Regions from separate parts of the Mus musculus genome. Here regions 1, 2, 4, 5, 6 and 7 are each linked to region 3. Evidence: chromatin contacts called from public Hi-C, HiCAR-type and HiChIP or PLAC-seq data. All regions are on one chromosome and are shown on one strand. The core of a region is the stretch at or near the end of the contact, and the rest is flanking DNA. Distances in the headings are between cores, read along the strand shown.

Region 1 (2,700 bases), core at 133-2,632, 420 kb before region 3:
ATGCCCATGCGAGGTCATGTGGTTACTGAATACAGGAGCTGGCATTCCGAGCAGTGTGCCTGCCTCTCTGAGTTTCTAACCATGCCCCTCCTGGGCTGAGCAAAGCAAGATATGTCCGGTAATTAAACCCTGCTTCTTGTGGTTCTTCTGCCCTAGAGAAGAACAACTCTCTAATTGGGAAAGGGCACAGCAAATGCACTGTCAGGTTACCAGAGTTTTCCAGAGTCTTGGCCTTGACTTTGGCAGTTAAGGGATCAGTTTCCGGGAGAGGAACAGGTTCGGGCAGTCTGATTTAGAATGACTCAGTCTGCAAGGACTGCGCCAAACTCAATGAATTGATTCACCTGTGAGATAATTCTGCCCAGAAAGATTGTAGCTAAGAGCACTGGCTTTGGAGTAGGAGGCAGCTGTGTTTGAACTTCTCTTCCTCATGGCCCAGCTCTGTGACCCCAGACATCTTAGTCACTCTTTCCCACTTACCTTCGGACACTGAATAATGACATCTCCTGTGATGTCTGAGCCTTAAATAGAATGCTGTACATGAAATGGCTAGTGGAGTGGTTGGAGCTTAGTGCTTGCCCAACACATGGCAATTCTTACAATCTTTGTTAAGAATTGTGTTTGGAAACTAGGTTTGGCCATTGGATAAGATCTCTTCTGACCAGTAGGTAGTCCCTTCCCCCCTTCACTCACTCACACACACACACACACACACACACACACACACACACACACACACATCTCGCTCAGAAGGATACTGGAAGCCCTCAATTCAATGGAGGGGCCATAACTGTACTAGTGGCACCCACGCCTTTCCATGTCACCCCAAAGCATTTCCATTCAAATGTCTAATGCTGTTTCTGGACTCAGAGCTCTGTCTTCCCCTGGACAGAGCGGCTCAGAGCAACACTGACCAGCCCTGACCTCTCTGCTAACTTCCTGTGGTAAACTCCGGTTCTCCCTGTGAGGCCCTGGTCACATAGACCTTCGCCTGTGAGACTATATCATCTGCCCAGGGACTGACCACATGCCAACCAGGCATCAGCACATCTAGCCTAAGGAGTCCCAGCCATGAGAAACACAGCTGGTTTCTCTTTCTGAGGTTGAAGTCTATTGGGACAAAAAGCAGGCACAGAAGCCAACCCAAGTCATTCCAGCTCCTGCCAATTGTCAGGAGGAATAAAAGCATGATGTGACAGAGAGCCCTGGAGGGAGAAGTGACTAGAAAAGGCCTCTCTGAGGAGGTAGCATTTAGCCTGAGGCCTGAAGGACAAGGGGGAGCCAGCCCTGCCAAGATCTGGGAACACGGGGTTCCTGGCATAAGGAGCAGCTTTTCCCTTCGGAGGAGGGAAAGAACTCGATGTGTTTCTCATGATCCGACCAGGATGGAGCAGATGGTGGAAGAGTGGGGGAGGAAGAACCGTGGCTGTCAGAGGCAGCCTCCCTCCTCTGTGCACCGTTCGCCCAGCTGGATGTTTGATGTGAGAATCAGACTCCTTGACATTTATTGAACACCTACTCTGTGCGGAGCGCTGTGCGGGCGCTTTCTGTCTTCCTCCTTATTAAATCCTCCATCTTCCAACCACCTCTCTGTTTATGCAATGGCTCCATGGATGCCCTTGTCCTAGGTGCTATCATTAGCTCTCTGTGGGGGTCTGGATCTCTCTGCCCATCCCCCACTCCAACTAGTCCCTAAGCTCCAATTGTCAGGCTCCTTGGTATCTCAGCACATCAAACTAAAATGGTGTGGTCATGCGGAGGCTGAGGCTGTTCCTCACTCTGTTGCCTGCCGGTGGATCCTAACCGGGATACCTTGTCTGGCCTCAGTGGGAGAGATGGTGCCTAGTCTGACAGGGATTTGATATGTCAAGATGGATTGGTACCCAGGGTGAGTCCGTGTCCCCCCCCCCCCCCCCCCCCGTCTTAGAGGAGAAGGGGAGAGGGAGTAGAGGAGGGGCTATGTGAGGGGGAACTAGAAGGAGAGGGGGGCTGTGATCGGGATGTAAAGTGAATACATAAATTAATGGCAAAAGAGTAAATGTTCAAAGGAAACAAATGTCCTTTAGGAAAACGTGTTAAATAATGCCCCAGTTACACACACACACACACACACACACACACACACAGGTACTGTCCTGCTTGCTAAGTTCCAGACAATATGCACATTCCTTGTCTTGGGCAGCTTTAGGAGTAGGAGAAGATAAGAACAGAAATGGATGCTTTTCAGATTAAGTTTGTAGACTCACACTGGGCTGCCATGGTTGATTCGGTACCTTCATGAGTGTGGTATAGGCTGACAAGTTTTTGGTGTTACACACAGTGGTCAATCTAACCCTTTATGTGTTAGTATCTACTATAGAGGGTAAGAATCATCCCAGGCTGTCCTCCAGTGGAACAAGGTGGTCTGGACAAGCCATGTAGCCTGCTTAGAACTGGAATGACCCATCTGTCCTACACCTCATCGTTAGGAACCTACCCTGAGCTCTATAGACCCTGCGATAGAAATCCTCTCACACGGAAAGATGGAGTCAGCGTCCTGTGCTCTTTAACTAAAGAACTGTAAGGTCGACTGTGTACAGGCTTTCACAGAAGTACCAGAAATATGTATATGGGAAGAAGGTGAACTTTGAACTCTAGTATGTAAGTAATAGAAGAGAAGAGGACCTCAAGTATGGTTTTCATCTTTTTTTTTTTTTTGAG
Region 2 (2,700 bases), core at 25-2,524, 340 kb before region 3:
GAGTAGGCGGGTCTAATTGAGTACCAGGGGAACCAGGGCCTTGCTGGTGTTTTGATCTAGACTCCCAGTCCCAAGAACTCTCCCTGCTGTTTAAACCATACTCTCTTTGCTTGACACTTTGACATAGCAGATGTAGTGGACCAACAGGCACCCTAATACCCCCTCATGTTTTCCTGTATACTTCTATAGCAGTGGTCCTCAACCTTCCTAATGCTGTGACCCTTTAATACAGTTCCTCTTGTTGTGGTGACCCCCCCCCCAGGCCATAAAATTATTTTTGTTGCTACCATGATGAATCACAATGTAAAAATCTGTGTATTCCAATGTCTTTGTGACCCCTATGAAAGGATCATTCGACTCCCCCCGCCCCACACACACACACAAAGGGATTTCACATCGCAGGTTGAGAACCACTGTTCTTTAATAACATTGACCCGAAAACTCTACAGTACAGGTTTACACTTCTTTGTTATTTCTAAAGCGCTTTGCCTCGGATCTAGCAACTTCACCTGAGATCCCTTCAGGAAGCTGAGTAGAGAGAACCTCGCCGGGATCGATGTTTCTGGATGCTGGTGCTCCAGAGAAGCGAGCTGAAGAGAAGGCAGCATTTTGCAGGATGGTGGAGGTCCTTATGAGCTGCAACCTGTGCATACAGGCTGTCATCTACCTTTCCTTCAGCCCGACAGAGAGTGGGTCCACGGAGCTTCTGTACAGCTCCGGTCATCAGCAGACACTTAATCTATGTTTCCAGGAGCCTGCACCAAGGTGTCACCCCAAGTGTATGGCAGGAGACCTTTACTAGGAATCAGAGCTGCTGGAACCTGACCTTGGTTCTGACTTCACCAGCTCTGCCAGCTTTTCTTTATCTAAATAAGTGGGCGCACCACCCCTACCTCCCAGGGTGATGCTGGGCTGCAAATCAGACAAAGCCCCAGACGTGTGTTGAAAATAGTACAGCGTTGTGCAAATGGAAAGTCGTGAAATCATTATCACCATCTTCCTCCACTGGTTGTCGATGCCTGGGGGAGTGAGGAGAGAGCCACAGGAGAGCCAGGAAAGTGGAATCAAAGTGTCCAGTGGGAAAAGAGAAGTCCACAGTGAGGCCAGATCCTCTGGTATTGGCGGCCTGGGGAGCAACCAGTCAAGATGCGCTCTCCTGGTGGGTCATAAAATGAGTTTACGTAGGGAGGAAGCAGGATGTATAAAGCCCAGGAGCCTGATCTGTTTCTGAGATCAAACAGAGCAGCATTGTGCCGGGGTGTGGAGCTGATGTCAGCGTCTAGAATGCTGGTCGGAATCGCCCTGGTTACGCAGCTGGACCGGAATAAGGGCAAGGCTGTATCTGAACTCATTCATTTTTACAACCAACTGAACTGTTCTGCCTTTTGGAGGGGGAGTAGGATTGGGGAGGTGGTGCAAGAGGAGAACAAGGGAAGGAAGGGGAGAGGGAGGGGCTCACATGTATGGAACAGGGGGCTTCCCACCAGCAGACACTATCTCATTATTCCCTGCAAAGCCCAGCTTCCAACCTCCAGCGCCCAGGACAGGCAGAGCCACTCCATCGTGGTTTTTTTGCCAGCCCAGGGAAAGGAAACCCCGGGCCAGTGAGCCCAGAGGATAATTAGAGTGCCACAAGCCACTCCTGGGAGTTCAGGTTATGTCAATGTTTCCATTCTCTGCCTCACTTTTCAGGGGTTTATAACGGAGCTATAAAAACTCCTGCCAGCTGAGAATTTGGCAGGCCAGGTCTCAGCAACCGAGGGGCTGTTTTTCTAATTCAATTCAGCTGCTTGTAACCTGAGGTGGAGGAACACATTGTACATTTGGATAACGCAATGGGGGCTTAGGGCTGAAGGGCTGCATACTGGTCTGCTCCCTGGTACCCCCTCCTCTCACTTTGCCTTCGTTTCTCTGTGTTATGGGAAAAGAAACAGCACTATACACACGCACCCCAAACACTTCCTGAGCCAAGAGTCTATGGACACCTTCCAAGAGCGGCTAATGCAACTGCTCTCCGTTATTGCAAAGTCTCCATTATCGCAGGGTCTCCCGGTCAACATCCTTCTGAGCATGCAAACGTGTTGTTGAAGCATCTCACCTAAACCCTGTGAGTCCTGCGGAGGAGCTATCAGTGCAAAAGCGACCACAAACTCCAGCGAGGGACAGTCCTTCTATGCTGTTCTAACAAGATCTGATCTGAACTGATGAGTGTTCTGCCAGTCTCAGCGATGAGTTCACTAGCCTTCTGGGCCAAAATCCATGATGTAAAAAGCCCAAGCACAGTGCGATGGTGAAGACTCTCTCTCCCTCTCCCTCATCTCCCTCTCCCTCTCCCTCTCCCTCTCCCTCTCCCTCTCCCTCTCCCTCTCCCTCTCCCTCTCCCTCTCCCTCTCCCTCTCCCTCCCCCTCCCCTCCCCCCTCCCCTCCCCCTCCCCTCCCCCTCTCCCTCTCCCTCTCCCTCCCCCTCTCCCTCTCCCTCTCCCTCCCCCCTCCTCCCCCTCATTTATTGTTAGCATTATACTTATTACTTGTCTCTGTGCTTTACGTCAGTTATTTGTGCATGTCTTTTACATACGATGCATCCCTTATGAGCAAGTTCTGAATTTGTCAGACTCTACTTTAGGCTTAGGTGGACTATGCACAGTTAATGAGAGTGGAATAAATTTCTTACACACTCAATGACAAAATTCATATGCCATA
Region 3 (2,700 bases), core at 149-2,648:
TATACTTCCCCCATCAAGTCCCCCAGCCCTCCCCCTTATGTCTGATGAGTGATTCCCCTCTGAACCCGTAGGCCTGTTTTCTGCCCACAGCCCAGGCCCAGTCTCTGACACCCTGGGCTCTGTGATGATATTGCTCATTTGGATTCTAGGAGGGACGGCTGCTCTTCAAATTAAACTAGTTCCCTCTGGACCCCTGCCACCACTGCCTCGCTGCTAGGAAGTGTCCACTGGCCCTAGGGAGAGCTTTGAACAATTCTGTAGAAACGTGGAACCTGCCAGGAATCAGCTATGTGGCTCGAGGGGGTCCCTTCTAACCTCTTTGGCCTCAGTTTCCCCTGGACTGGAGTGGCTCCTGCCAACTGCCTGGGAATAAGGACCTGAATCTAGGTAGGTAGCAGAGGCTTCAAAGAAGGAAACCAAGCCCTGGAAATGAGAGCTGGGGTCAGGAAAGAAGCACACAGTCTCTCCAATTGCCCTTCCTCTTCTGTCCCCTCAGAAGTAGGCTCTGAAGAAGCTGGCAGGGCAAGGCAGCCATCAGACCAGGGATGGGCAAGCTTCTTTTACTCACATGGCTTGTCTCCAGATGAGGCCTCGCACCAGGGAAGGCAGAATATCAAACAGATGGGAAAGTGGGTGGGATGAAATATGAAGTGGATTATTTATGATAAAGGTCACTGCCTGTGGGGAAAGCCCCCCTGGGCGGGGGTGATGTATCCAGCTAGCTAAGAAGCTAAACAAGGGACTCTCCTTTCCAGAATAAAGCCTCATCCTTAAAAATAGAACACCCCCCCCCACACACACACACACACAGAGCCATTAAAACTCAGAAGCAACTCTCTGCTCCCTACCCCCATAGACGTCGAAAGTCCCTTACAAACGGCCCTGCTTTATGTGTCACAAAGTCAGAGGCAAACCCTGTGTATGAAAACGTTTATTATGAAGACCCACAGAGCTCAACTAAGGGCAGAAAGAAGAGAGAAAGAAACCATGAGAGAGAATGACAGGAGCTGGATTCTGGAGCTGATCAGCAGGTCCCTTGGCTTGGGGAACTTGCCGGGATCCTCGGAAAGAGACAAGGAACCCAGTGAGGTGACGTTGGGACAGGCAGAGAGTGTCAGGGAGCAGCCGCAGGGGTGAACCCGAGTCCCGAAGGAGGCAGAGAACAAAGTGGAGTAAAGGAACCTGTGCCGAGTGGTTGCAGGCGTTCCCCCAACACCAGCACATCTAACGTCAGGCGCGACTAGGCAGCCGCCAGCATTAATTAGGTACAGATGCAGGCACAGGGCAAGCCTCGGCCAGGAGCCGCTCCCGGAGGCGCGCCCCCCAGGCGCAGCCGCCACCTCCGCAGCCCGGACCAGCAGCCGCCCGGAGCGCGGAGTTTTCCCCGTGGCGCCACAGCGCCCCCTCATGGTAGTCTCAGGCAGAGCGGCTTCAGAGAACGGCAGACTCTCAGCCTGGAAGCCAGTACCTTCAGTACATCTCATACTCATTCGGAGTGTTTAAAAATCCTGATGCCTCCACGTTGGCATCCCGTGTTTATTAAATTTGAATATGAGAGCTTGACTTAGGCACCAGGGCTTCAAAAACTCTCTGCAGGAATTTCCAGTCCTTAGTCAAGTTCAGAATCAGCTGTCCTAAAGCGGTAGTTTTGAACTTGATGGGTATTGAAACAACCTCGGAGACAGCGTAAGGACAGATTGCTGGTCGATACCCCAGAGTTTCTGATCCCATGGATCTGTGGTTGGGTCTTGTGAGTCAGCTTTTCATTTCCCAGGGTATAAACAGGACTGGCAGGGATTGAGCACTGACTGGGAGATCGCTAGAAATTCAGGCTTAAAGGCCACCTTCCACCGGCTTAATCACAATCTGTTTGGCACACACGAACGAATCCTCTGATATCAAGGCTGAGAAGTGTTATTTTAAGCACTCTTTGGTCAGATTTCACACAGCAGATTTCTCACCCTCCCCAAGAGTGCTGAATCAGAGGGCAGGATAGGATGTCCCACATCCAATTATCTTGCATCCCGGATGGGAGAAACTGAGACCCAGAGGATGAAAGGATGCCCCAGAACCTGGGTTCCGGGGTGACCTATCATCCCCTGTGGGCTTTGATCTGTCTCCTCCACAAGTCAGGCAGCCAACTGTCAAGAGATACTACTGCCTGGTCTCTGCTCTGTGTCATAGGAGGGGCCGAAGAAGCAAGCAGAGAAAGAGGAAAATGGCAGCAGAGGTTGGGAGGACCTGTCAGCTTCTGACCCTCAGTGCTGAGACTCTCGGCAATCACCTGCTCGTAATTATCTGTCTGAATTCTCAGGAGCGGATTAGAAGCCTATATTATGAACTGACGAAAAGTCTGTAGCACTGTCCCCAACGTGGGTCTAGAAGCAGCACATGGTGGTCTCCATCTTCTTTGTTGATGTCGTCCAGTTATTTGGCAAAGCACTGAGTGGCCGGTGAGGTTGTTCAGGCCTAGGGACAATACTGACTGCAAATAGAAATTTGAGGAGTGCATGATGAGAACTTTTGGTGGCCATTATTTGTTTATGTTTCTATTTTAATTGTTTTACTTATACACTTTTCATCCTGCTCACTGCCTCCTTCCCGGGCACTTCCTCCCATAATCCCCTTCCCTTTCTCCTCTGAGTTGGTAGGGTGCCCTAGGTATCCACCAACCTGGCACATCAAGTCTCTGTGAAGCTA
Region 4 (2,700 bases), core at 141-2,640, 400 kb before region 3:
ACCTGCTGCTTTGGACAATGCAATTGGACACAGTGTTCAACAAGATGGAGAATACCTCAGGGCCCAGTCCCTTCTTCTGTCTGTGGACAGCAAAGCATCCAGGACAGCATATTCACTTTCCAGATGGGAAGAGACAGGAGCCACCTCTGGGATTCAGGGACAGAAAACACAAATAGACGACTCTCCGTGGTGCATTTGCAAACTTACATTTAATGTCTTATAGAATATTTAAAGTTAATCAAGTCTGGGTCCTTTGCTAAGGAAACATGAGGGTCCACGATGCTCTTCATACAGGATGCAGTCAATGCCTAAGATGGTGAATCGTCCTTCCTGCCTGCTCATAGGGGGACTAATGGGCACTTGTAATAATACATTACACAAAGGAAGATATACAAGAAAAGAATCTAGATCTCCTAGTCTGGGGAAAGCGGACCGAGCCTCGCGTGACTCTTTTGCTTCCGTTCCACTTTTTTGTTTTGAGACAAGGTCTCCAACGACTTTGAACTTTTTTTTTTTAAAGATTTATTTATTTATTTATTTATTTTATGTATATGAGTACACTGTAGCTGTACAGATGTTTGTGAACTCAGGACCTCTACTCGCTTTGACCCAGCTGGCTCCAGCCCTGCTCATTCCAGCCCAAAGATTTATTTATCATTATTTGTAAGTACACTGTAGCTGTCTTGAGACACACCAGAAGAGGGCGTCAGATCTCATTATGGATGGCTGTGAGCCACCATGTGGTTGCTGGGATTTGAACTCAGGACCTTCGGAAGAGCAGTCAGTGCTCTTACCTGCTGAGCCATCTCACCAGCCTGACCTTGAATTCCTGATCTTTCTGCCCCTACTTCCTAAGTCCTGGCTGTCCAGGCAAGAGTCACTACATATGGCTTTCATCTTTTGTTCGTTTTTGTTTGTTTGTTTGTTTGAGACAGAGTTTCTCTGTATAACCAGCTCTGGCTGTCCTGGACTCACTTTGTAAACCAGGCTGGACTCGAACTCACAGAGATCCTCCTCTCTCTGCCAACCAAGTGCTAGTATCAAAGACGCGCCCCACCACGCCCAGCTGGCCTGAATCTCTTAAATTTCATCAGTGCACCCGAGGAATGGTGAAGAGATCCATGCCCCCTCTATTGACGTTCGCATTCACGTTTTCTTTAAAAAAAAAAAAAAAAAAAAAAAAATTCCTCAGACTGAGCAGTCTGAGCAAGTAAGGCTCTACTAGCTTATCTAAGCGCCCCGCCCCCACTTGCCAGTTGCGGTAGTGCGGTCTGCGAACAGCTAAGACACTTCCCAAGGTTTCTGTGTCCCCGCATGTTGCCACCCTGTGCTGCCAGCAACGCTTGCAGCTTTCTGGTTTTGTATTTCATCTCAGCCTTAGCAGGATGTGTGAGCAGAGAGAGCATCTGGCAGAATGGCACCGCGAAATGGGAACCAGACGCTCGGTCGAGCGCCACCGAGAGCTGTTTATCCGTGGAATTAACCTTTTGTTCTGCGTTTGCTCTGTGGTAGGCTTGCACTGTGCTTTTAAATTCGCACCCTGCCCCGTGTCTCCAAGAGGCAGCCTGGTTCTGCTGAGTCAGCGCTTCTCGGGCCTGGCAGAGGCGACTCGGAGCAACTGGTAGCAAGAAAAGCTTGCAGCAGCCCCCTCTGGCAGTCACCTTTGGCTCCCTGTAGATTTACGACGGCAGCAGATGGGCCCAGGTGGACTCAAGTGAGAGTCTCAGACAGGCCCAGTTCCTCTGACTACTGTAATTGTGTCTAGACCAGAGGGAAGGCGCGCACACCTCCTGAATGCACTTTGAAACAACTCAAAAGTGTGAAAGGAATTTACTACCACAGGAAGGTCTGGTCCAGGCAAGACACCAGAATGGGTCCAGAGGAAAGGAGGGAAAGCAGGAAGGAAGGAAGGGAGGGAGGGAGGGAGGGAGGAAGGAAGGAGAGGGGGAAGGAGAGAAGGAGTGAGAGGGAAGGAAGGAGAGAGGGAGACAAGAGCTAAATTAGCCCAGATACCATCTTCCCTACCAGTCTGACTCGCAGGTAGTAATGCTTACTGATAGTCAGGCAGATTACTTCTCATGATTCAGCTCTGCGAGGGACAGCCTACCTTCGTGTGTCCGTCTGGAGGATCAGATGGTGCTGGGCATAATACCAGGGGAGGTGGCAGCAGTAATCCATGATCTTGATAGGTTTACATGGAAGCTCCCTCCAGATAGGAAACAGATCAAAGGGCCCCGGCTCTGGTTAAAGAACTAGGTGGCCAGGGGCCCAACGTCCTGCTACCTTGCTTCCCCCTTTCTCCATCAGTGGGCCCACCTAAGGGGAGACCCCTGAGAAGAGTTAGTTCTAGCAGCAGTACAAGACACCCTAGGTGAACTGTATTTCTGGGTTTTCCACCAAAGGGGATCATAGGTTGCTGGGGTCAGAGGAGAAGAAGAGGGAAGCAAGCTTGGGGCTGGGGGTCTCCCTGTGGCAGATACACATTTCCAGGCTATAGCGTGCTGCATGTGACCAAAACTTCCTTGAACTGCACCCGTGGCCCCACATCCAGATAACCAGGCTTCATCTGGGTGCCATGTGTCTGGTGTCTCAGAGATTTCATTTTAACATTGAAAATATAAACATCACAGTAAGGGGAAGGCTTCATCTAGTCACCTTATGCTTATGAAAAAGGTTTTCTTGTGACTTACAGACAAGAAA
Region 5 (2,700 bases), core at 124-2,623, 450 kb before region 3:
AGCCAAGGAACAGAAAGTCCCATATAAATTCACACCAGGTGGTTTGAAGGGAAGCACGTCACAGAAACATGACAATCAACAGAGCCATGTTGGATCAGCCGTTCGTTCCACTTCAGCCACTGAAGATCAGGATGGAGAGTCTATCCAGGAAGAACCCAGTGAGTAAAATATTTTGACACCGGAAGAGAATATCCTGACAGCGCTCCCTCCATCCGCAGTCACGGCTGTGGGACATGGAGGTGAGTAAGTATAGACATGGACCTGTAACATCAAAGGTGGAATATATAGGAAGGACCCTCCTCTTAGCTACAATTTCCTCACGTTCAGAGGGAGGCGTGCGACATTCTCTACCACCTCCCCTTTTTCTTGTAGTGTTCCTTAGCTCATGGTCTGCATCCTCAATGCATAAAAAAGTCCCTCTGAATCAGCCCGAGAGTGAGAGTGCTCTGCCCCACTCCAAGTCACACTGAGAGAGTGACTCCCAGGATCAATTAGCACAAGACAAAATTAGCTGGGTTCTACCTTTGGAAGAATTTGAAGCCATAGTAAACCAAAGACAGGCCACTTGGACTCCAGTTTCAGTCCCACCGTTAACGTAGTCTGGTAGCTTGCAGCATGCTATATCAGTGGGCCCCCATTTTCTCTCTGTAAGGTAATCTAAGATCATTTAATTTTTGAGAGTTCTGGCAACCCGGTCTTCTACCTGTTTTGCAAATAAAGTTTTAGTGATACATACCTTCAGCTATTTATTAAATATCACCTCTGGCTGCTTTTACGCCTCAATGGCAGAGTTGGGTAGCTGAGGCAGACAGCTGCTGTGTGGGCTAGAGCTGAAAATAGTTAATACCTGATCCTTAAAAGCAAAAGAGCTGGGTAACTACACCACCAGAGAGGCTGAGGCACGGGGAGAAGAGACTATTTGCCAAAACACCCTAAGGGAATCAGGGCAGAAAATGGAAATGTCTTCTTCTGATTTTTCTCTGCCAAAAGTTCTCCTGGCCCAAAGCTCACTATCTGAAGATCTGAGCTATGCCTGAGAGCCAGCTAGAAGACCAGGAGCCTGTCTCCTGGGAGAAGCCTGTGGTCTTGAGTAGAGCCTGAGGCTCCAGTGGTAGGGGCAGTCTGCCTGGGTTCTGTCTGGCTCAGGGTCAGCCTGCTGAGCTTCTGAGAGGAGCCAGCTGAGGCTCCTGACAGGCAATGGTTGAGCCTGGAGTCTGAGGAGAGCTGGCTCCCTAAGCCCTTTTAACCACAGGTCCCCCAGATCTAGGTAAACTTTCCTTGGCCTTTGAACTACAAGGGGACATTTCTTCTTGCCTCTGTACTCACTGGCTGTTTCCGCCTTCTGCCATTTATTAATCTCGCTGGTTAACCATTGAACCCAGCTCAGCCTCCTCTAGTTTCCAATCCTGTTCTCCCTGTTGGCTGCAGACAAGGGCCTGCACTAAACAAACCTAAGGTTCTTTTCTTTCTTTTCACAGCTGAAATCAACTGATAAAAGAGGTGGGGCTGGGGTGCAGTTTGCTAAAAAGACACTCCCTAAAGCCCTGGTGAGGAGGTGAGAAACCCTTTCCAAGGCAGGCCAGCTATGTTTAAAGAAATACATCACTGTAACACACACACACACACACACACACACACACACACACACACACATATACATACACACAGACACACACACACACACACTCATACATGCACACACACATACAGACATGCACACACTCACACAGCTTAATCAGAGTAGAGGCATAATTTAGAGAAGATGTCTATAATTTCTTCATCGTTGAATCAGATTGCTTGTCTCTAAACACAAATGCCATTTGAGTTTAGCTTCCCCAGTTAAAGATGCATGCTTTAGAGGGGGAGCATGCCAATTGTCGTAGTGGTAGGGAGCTGGAGGGAAGGGGAAGGGGAAAGGGAAGGGGAGAGGGGAAGGGGAAGGGGAAGGGGAAGGGGAGAGGGGAAGGGGAAGGGGAAGGGGAAGGGGAAGGGAAAGGGGAGAGGGGGACCAAGAAGGGCCTTCTGAGCACAGGGTTTGGGGGCTTGACATCAGCCACACCCTAGTTTCCTTTAGAGTATTAGAACTCTCTAGAACACCAGCTCTGTGAGGACCAGCATTTTATTTATCTACTGCTACATCCCTAGCACCAAGCCTAGTGCCCAGCAAGAGGTAGGTACTTAAATATCTGTTAAATGCATGGGTGACAGGATGCAAATTAGTGGCCTGGTCACTAGTCCCAATCTTTTGGGAAGATGGACATTTCACATGTTCATTGGCTCCCCTTCTGATGAATCCGGAAGCCCTGGCCCAGTTAGGACAAAATTCACAAAGGACAAGGGGGAGGACCCCCCTGAACCATTAACACAGTTCCAGGGACCTAAGTGTTTGTCTATCAAAAAACTCAGAGACAGTGCCCAGCACAGCCCCTTTCTGTGGCTGTCTGCCTACCATTGAAAGGGACAGATTTCCACCGTGGACATTTCTACTCTAATGACTCCCACTGCTGTGAGCAGTAATGTGTGCTGGGCAACTCATCTGTGTTTGTCTTTAATGCCCATGATAGCCTTGCTGTGTGGTGTGAGCCCTTTTATAGCTTAGGAAAAGAGCTGCAAGTGAACTTGCCAAGGTTGGAGAGCATAGCTTGGCCTGTCTTATCTTTGGCTGACGACAGAGACTGTACCTTGTCTATCACGTATACT
Region 6 (2,700 bases), core at 142-2,641, 480 kb before region 3:
TTGACTGTTCCTCTTTTACCTTGGGAAATCTTCATTATCTTCCAAAACTCAGGGAACATTTCTTTGTCTTTGTGCACCTTTTCTCCTTCCTACAGATTAGTTTGGTAGAGCTGTTACAAAAATACCCAGAATTGGGGAGACACTCCTATTCTTTTAGAGGTCCATCTGGGTCCCAAAGGCATGGAGAAGCAAAACAGCTCACACCGTGGCAGCCAGGAAGCAATAGAAAAAAGGAAGATGTCAAGTAAAATAGTTCCAAGGTCATACCCCAGTGATGTACTTCCTATACCTATAGTAGGCAACTACCTATACCTCTTACCCACTCCCAACAGTGCCATCGTACTATGAATGGATCAAGAGTTGAGTCTGTTGTGTTTTATAAAAAGGGGAGAGGAATATGTTTGGTGGATGTGTGGTCAGGTGTGGGGCATAGGGATACCTCCGAGGGCCCATGCTGAGGCATCCCTTCCCCCTGAGGGACCAGCCACAGGACGGAATACATGGGGAGGGGAGTTGAGAGAGTAGGAGAGAGGGGGGAGCTTAGAGAGACCGCCGTGAGTACATGGAAAGGGGGAGGGGAGGAAACGGCAAGTGAGGGGGAAGGGACAAGAGGACAGAGGGAGAGCAGGAAGGCAAGAAAGCAAAAGAGAGCAGAAGGGGCAAGCAGCCCCTTTTATAGTGAGTCAGGCACACCTGGCTGTTGGCAGGCAACTGTGGGGCGGAGCTTAGACAAAATGCTAACAGAGTCCACTCAGTAGAGCCCCTAAACCTCCCAGGCTGCAATCCTGAAACAGACCATAGAAGAACACAACCTTATCATCCCATCTCATAGGTATTGCTGAATCAGGGCAAGTTGGTCATCACAGTTAATCATATACCATCCACCAGAATCAAGTTCTGGGTTGTTTATGCCCCTCATGCCCATCTACATCAAGAATGGCATCTGGCAAACTGGAACATGGCCACATTGCTGTTTCTGCTCTTCTCACTGGATTGCGAGCTCCGTGAGGACAGGGACCAGGGATTCTATCTTCTCCACGGAAGCTGTATGCTGGTGCCCTGCATTAAGAGCAGCATGGGATAGGAGGTAACCTTGCTCCAGCGTGTTTGTTTGAACACCACAGTCTGGCTGGCCTTACCAAATTGTGACGTTCCCTCTACTCAGGTCAGCACTTTCCATTGGGTCAAGTGTGGGCTGCCAGTGAATTTCCAACCTGATTTCCTCTGCTCTGGTCTCCCTGGGAGGTCTCTGTGCTAGACACAGTCTGACTATGCCTGGAGAAAGCTGACAGCTCTGGCTGCTCACTCCCTGCGACTGCTCTGATGGACTCTGCAAATAGCCACTTCTGCCGCAGGGTGTTCCAGCACCATAATGCAGCATTCAGTGGCTGCTGCCGGGTGTGTGCTGGCAAGTCACAGGGCAAGGCCACCACAGCTCTATAACAATCTAGGTCTGTGCAAGGGCCAGCCTTCTTTCTCTCCTTATTAGCAATTTTCCTCTTAGTCATCTATGTCTCAGAATAAACCCTCCCTTCCCTCCGCCAGGGATCTTTCTCCTCTCAGGCTCCGACTGGCACACACAGCAAAGTCGAAGTCAGATGGCATGTGGGATCAGTGAAGTTCTTTAAAGAGGATCTGGCCCCATCCTCCTTCCCACAGGTGGGGAAACTGAGGCCTGGGGTGGATGGGAGACACCTGAGATCATGCAGAAAGCTGGCATAACACAGAGGGAACTTACATCCTTAACTATTCCACAAATGGCTCTTTCTCTCCACTGCCCTCTCTCATCGAAGCCTAGCCCCTCCAGGATCAAAGAGGGTTCAAGCTTAATTAACATTTAGCCCAGAAACAGGCTCTAAAGAAGGTTTGCCTGAACCCCTTCCCTGGCTCTGGCCACCACACTGACAAAATAAAGAGGTTCTGTCCCATAAGAGTGCCGTCTGCACAGGACAGAAAAGACACACTGTTTGCTGTCCAGAGATCACATTTCATGGAATATTAGAGGTTAAAAATAGATTTGGATACTGACCACAAACTCAAAATAAACTAACTCAGTTTGATTTAATCTTTCATTGAAACAAAAACTGGTTTATGGTTTGTCGTTTATGTATAATTATCCCAAGTGCTAATTTCAATTGGTGTCTTACTATAAAAGAGAGGTGCTGGAGAGATGGCTCACTGAAGAGAGGAGCACACTTGGTTTGGTTCCCAAAAGTCAGGTAACTCAGAAGCTTGACCCTCCAGCCTCTGGGTGTCTGCCATCTTCTGGCATCCATCTACACCCGCAGATATGTGCATACACTCACACGGGCAGTGTTCTATGGATGCAAAGAGACCCCATGACCACAGCAACTCATAAAAATAAGTATTGAACCAGGGCTTGTTTATGGTCTTAGAGGTTTAGTCCATTCTCATCATGGTGGGGAGCATGGTGCCATGGAAACAGACCTGCTGCTGGAGAAGGAGCTGAGAACTCTACATCTGGATTCATAGGCAACAGGAAGAGAGAGACAGTGGGCCTGGCATAGACTTTTGAAACCTCAAAGCCCAAGCCAGTGACACACTTCCTCTGAAGCCACGCCTACCCCATAAGGCCACACCTACCTCAATAAGGCCACACCTACTCTAACAAGGCCACACCTCCTAATCCTTTCAAAAAGCACCACTTCCTGCACTTCAAATATATGAACCTATGGGGCC
Region 7 (2,700 bases), core at 128-2,627, 320 kb before region 3:
TAACAGAATTAATGGTTCCTCTGGTACACAGAGATGAGTCTGATGTTCCAAACCAAACATCCCTGCTCCTGTGACCTTCTGTCATCTGTGTTCCTGTCGCTTGCTCTCCTGGCTAAGGTCCGGGAGATATCTATGGTCAGAATGAAGTTATGATAACCGGAACCAGTGTCATTCAAACTGACACCATATGGCAACAGTGCCGCTAAAGCTGGGTCCTCATGCACATAGACTGAAGTGTAACACTCTTGGACATATGGAAAGGGACTCCTGATGCTACCTGTCACCTTGTCCCCAAAGCCAACTGAAAACATTATGTTGCTCCTAATGCAAACACACAGTGGGCAGGGGATGGTAATCAAGCCCCAGCAGCTGTAGTCTCTCTCCAGAACCACCCTCTGTTCTCCCCCCCGACCCCCCCCCCGAAATTCTGATTCTGACTGGGATGAGATATAACTTCCTCAGAGCCTTTCCATCATCTGTAGTTCTCAGTATGGATGGCTCTTCACTCTCTGAAGGGAATCTGTATTCCAAAGACACTCATCATCCCCAACGCAGGAGGCTTTACAAGACTCCGTGGAAGTCTGGCTAAGAGGCACCGAGGAAGCAACATTACATGCTGGTTAACAGACTGAGGATCCCACTTAAGCAGGTCCCCCCAACTACATACAGTATGATGGCCTAATCCCTGGGCCTCCACAGCCCAGCCTACCATTCCCCTACTTCTCAGGAATTCCACTGGCATCTCAGAGTGCAGCCATGAACCAGATTCTTCAAAAAAGGCAAACAGTCTGGAGGAATTAGGAAGATGTAGCTGCATAAGAAATTGGCTCCTGAAGCTGCTCCCTGGCAGTGGTGGTGCACACCTTTAATCCCAGCACTCAGAAGGCAGAAACAGGCGAATCTCTGAGTTCCGGGCCAGCCGGGTCTACAGAGTGAGGGGGAAAAAGGCTCCTTTTATCACTGTAACATCGAACACTGCATGGAAGATTAAACAGGTCTGTTTACTGACATAAACGGGCCTGGCATTATTTAATTGTCTAGATGGGGAAACTGAGGCTCTGAGAAGAGAATGTAAATTATCCCCATTGATATAGTTAGCCAGAAGAGGGGTAGATTAGAATTAAAACCTCCAATTGCTGTCTGATGCTTTATAGTAGCATACTCGCAGTTATAGCCCACCACCACCCCTGCCTCAACTCCCAAGTTAACAGGGGTTCCAAACAGCCCTTGTCCTGTAGCTCTACCCCTGAACCCATGATGGCGCAGTGACATCCTGCAAATAAAGAGGCCCCAAAGAACAGACAACCACACCCTGGGACACTCCAGGCGCTGCTGACTCAGGAGGAGCATTCCCACGGGTGACCACAGCCTGCTCCAGGCTGTTGCCCAGGAGACAAAAGAATCAGCACAGAGCTGCCTGCCCTGCCCAGACTCTCAGGGCAATAGCTTTAGCCCAGAAGCTGGCAAGCGCTCACCACTTGGGTGTGACTCGGCGGGGTGCCCGGGCCGGCAAGCCTGTCCAGGTCTCCATTCCTAGTAACACACTCATGCGTGTGGGAGAAGAGTCATCAGCCCAGCTGCAGCCCAATCTCCGCAGCTGATTGGAACAGGGGATGTCAGAAATCTTCACCAGACCGAGCCTTTTTCTGTGAGGTTACTTGAATGTGAGCTTTAATGCCATTCTTTCGAAGAGTTAAACAGCAGGCTCATAGATGCATCCGTGTTCTAAACAAGCATGTCTTCTCATCCACACTAGGAATAGGTGCCATACTCCTCCACCCTGGGGAGACAGTCCTGTGGTCATTACTGAGCGCAGGTATGTGAAGCAAGATGGAAAGGCTCCAGAGAAGACCAAGCAGCCTCCCTTCAAATCCTACTCTTCTAGTTATTTGTTTACTCACTTATTTATTATGTACTTACTTGTTTGTTTTTGAGGCAGGGGTTTTCTGTGTAGCCATGACTGTCCTAGGAACTCACTCAGTAGAGTAAGCTGGCCTGGAACTCACAGAGATCCACCTGCCTCTGCCTCCTGAGTGCTGGGATCAAAGGCATGCACCACCATGACTTGGCCTGTTCTCCTTTCTAATAGCTGTCTGACCTTAGGTACAGAAGTTGGCATCATCATACCTAAGCTTGCTTGCTTGCTTCCTTCCTTCCTTCCTTCCCTCCCTCCTCTCTTCTCTCTTTATATTTTTTCTCTTATTTTCTTTTTGTTCTCACCCACTACTGTAGTAGAAGCTTATGCACAGAATATGGGAATACCAAGATCAGGGATATAACCTACATCATTTCAGAAAGAGACAATTATTGATCTTCCCTCTTTGTATTGAGAGCACCAGGTGCAATCAGCCAGGTCTGGTTCACCCTGACCCCAGGTGCAGAGCACATGCCTGTGCGAAGCCTGGAGTCTTCCAATAGCTGTTTCAGGCAGAGTTCAGGCAAAGACCCAGCAAAAGGGAGGTTGGCTTGGCCTGCCTGTCCCTTGTAACCTCTCTGCTTTCTCATCTGTGACTGGAGAATGCTAATACTCAACTCACTGAGTTACGATAGTTAATAAGATGGTGTTGTCAAGGTTTGGATAGTATGATGGACCTTCACTGACAACCAAATTGGATTAAGGACACTGGTAAGCCACATTCTCAGAGATGCCTATGAGAGCATCCAGAAGGGATTAATGGAAGGAAAAAAACCTGTCTTTAA

The links. Hi-C and Micro-C count contacts between places; a contact is called where the count stands out from the background. HiCAR-type assays count read pairs that join an accessible place to other places. HiChIP or PLAC-seq counts read pairs in DNA pulled down with a chosen protein or histone mark.
Region 1: a HiCAR-type map of fibro-adipogenic progenitors shows a contact between it and region 3, with 6 times the contacts expected there. The contact joins two enhancer-like sites. A contact is called at or near these places in 3 of 15 datasets of contacts at CTCF or cohesin (embryonic stem cells, large pre-B cells and pro-B cells), 28 of 484 Hi-C or Micro-C datasets (the C10 cell line, the C2C12 cell line, the G1E-ER4 cell line and 17 more) and 23 of 115 datasets of contacts at active chromatin or transcription factors (the NIH/3T3 cell line, astrocytes, craniofacial prominence and 15 more).
Region 2: a contact with region 3 is called in a Hi-C map of neural progenitor cells, with 4 times the contacts expected there. The contact joins two enhancer-like sites. A contact is called at or near these places in 3 of 15 datasets of contacts at CTCF or cohesin (embryonic stem cells, large pre-B cells and pro-B cells), 8 of 484 Hi-C or Micro-C datasets (the AML12 cell line, bone marrow-derived macrophages, embryonic fibroblasts and 5 more), 3 of 115 datasets of contacts at active chromatin or transcription factors (astrocytes, embryonic stem cells and pancreatic cancer cells) and 1 of 9 other capture datasets (embryonic tail).
Region 4: a Hi-C map of the G1E-ER4 cell line shows a contact between it and region 3, with 2.5 times the contacts expected there. The contact joins two enhancer-like sites. A contact is called at or near these places in 3 of 15 datasets of contacts at CTCF or cohesin (embryonic stem cells, large pre-B cells and pro-B cells), 20 of 484 Hi-C or Micro-C datasets (CD8 T cells, the G1E-ER4 cell line, the THB-7 cell line and 11 more), 14 of 115 datasets of contacts at active chromatin or transcription factors (T-cell acute lymphoblastic leukemia, bone marrow-derived macrophages, craniofacial prominence and 8 more) and 2 of 9 other capture datasets (embryonic stem cells and embryonic tail).
Region 5: an HNF4G HiChIP or PLAC-seq map of pancreatic cancer cells shows a contact between it and region 3. The contact joins two enhancer-like sites. A contact is called at or near these places in 2 of 15 datasets of contacts at CTCF or cohesin (embryonic stem cells and large pre-B cells), 3 of 484 Hi-C or Micro-C datasets (bone marrow-derived macrophages, embryonic stem cells and liver) and 18 of 115 datasets of contacts at active chromatin or transcription factors (bone marrow-derived dendritic cells, bone marrow-derived macrophages, craniofacial prominence and 10 more).
Region 6: a contact with region 3 is called in an HNF4G HiChIP or PLAC-seq map of pancreatic cancer cells. The contact joins two enhancer-like sites. A contact is called at or near these places in 6 of 484 Hi-C or Micro-C datasets (bone marrow-derived DN2 thymocytes, bone marrow-derived macrophages, cardiac endothelial cells and 3 more) and 14 of 115 datasets of contacts at active chromatin or transcription factors (astrocytes, craniofacial prominence, embryonic basal ganglia and 9 more).
Region 7: a contact with region 3 is called in a Hi-C map of embryonic fibroblasts, with 3 times the contacts expected there. The contact joins two enhancer-like sites. A contact is called at or near these places in 2 of 15 datasets of contacts at CTCF or cohesin (embryonic stem cells and large pre-B cells), 15 of 484 Hi-C or Micro-C datasets (the AML12 cell line, the C2C12 cell line, adipose-derived mesenchymal stem cells and 6 more), 5 of 115 datasets of contacts at active chromatin or transcription factors (embryonic stem cells, fibro-adipogenic progenitors, large pre-B cells and 1 more) and 1 of 9 other capture datasets (embryonic stem cells).

Annotation. Positions count from the first base shown.
Region 1 is chr16:29,815,854-29,818,553 of GRCm38.p6, forward strand. No RefSeq gene overlaps it. Among named protein-coding and RNA genes, the nearest start is that of Gm46567, 3.7 kb to the left of the region's middle. Within about 2 kb of position 1,383, at least 39 of the 459 cell types and tissues checked have an H3K27ac peak or open chromatin away from gene starts, as enhancers often do. A contact at or near this core is called in cerebral cortex, fibro-adipogenic progenitors, forebrain and 1 more, where this site is marked.
Region 2 is chr16:29,892,682-29,895,381 of GRCm38.p6, forward strand. No RefSeq gene overlaps it. Among named protein-coding and RNA genes, the nearest start is that of Gm52263, 5.4 kb to the left of the region's middle. Within about 2 kb of position 1,275, at least 88 of the 459 cell types and tissues checked have an H3K27ac peak or open chromatin away from gene starts, as enhancers often do. A contact at or near this core is called in embryonic fibroblasts and neural progenitor cells, where this site is marked.
Region 3 is chr16:30,235,138-30,237,837 of GRCm38.p6, forward strand. No RefSeq gene overlaps it. Among named protein-coding and RNA genes, the nearest start is that of Gm33330, 17 kb to the right of the region's middle. Within about 2 kb of position 1,399, at least 118 of the 459 cell types and tissues checked have an H3K27ac peak or open chromatin away from gene starts, as enhancers often do. A contact at or near this core is called in the G1E-ER4 cell line, T-cell acute lymphoblastic leukemia, cerebral cortex and 9 more, where this site is marked.
Region 4 is chr16:29,838,066-29,840,765 of GRCm38.p6, forward strand. The region is part of intron 2 of Gm32679 (a long non-coding RNA gene); the gene reads right to left. Among named protein-coding and RNA genes, the nearest start is that of Gm32679, 11 kb to the right of the region's middle. Within about 2 kb of position 1,391, at least 133 of the 459 cell types and tissues checked have an H3K27ac peak or open chromatin away from gene starts, as enhancers often do. A contact at or near this core is called in the G1E-ER4 cell line, T-cell acute lymphoblastic leukemia, cerebral cortex and 3 more, where this site is marked.
Region 5 is chr16:29,786,983-29,789,682 of GRCm38.p6, forward strand. No RefSeq gene overlaps it. Among named protein-coding and RNA genes, the nearest start is that of Gm46567, 25 kb to the right of the region's middle. Within about 2 kb of position 1,374, at least 32 of the 459 cell types and tissues checked have an H3K27ac peak or open chromatin away from gene starts, as enhancers often do. A contact at or near this core is called in liver and pancreatic cancer cells, where this site is marked.
Region 6 is chr16:29,753,665-29,756,364 of GRCm38.p6, forward strand. No RefSeq gene overlaps it. Among named protein-coding and RNA genes, the nearest start is that of Gm46567, 59 kb to the right of the region's middle. Within about 2 kb of position 1,392, at least 47 of the 459 cell types and tissues checked have an H3K27ac peak or open chromatin away from gene starts, as enhancers often do. A contact at or near this core is called in pancreatic cancer cells, where this site is marked.
Region 7 is chr16:29,914,099-29,916,798 of GRCm38.p6, forward strand. No RefSeq gene overlaps it. Among named protein-coding and RNA genes, the nearest start is that of Gm52263, 27 kb to the left of the region's middle. Within about 2 kb of position 1,378, at least 97 of the 459 cell types and tissues checked have an H3K27ac peak or open chromatin away from gene starts, as enhancers often do. A contact at or near this core is called in embryonic fibroblasts, fibro-adipogenic progenitors and pancreatic cancer cells, where this site is marked.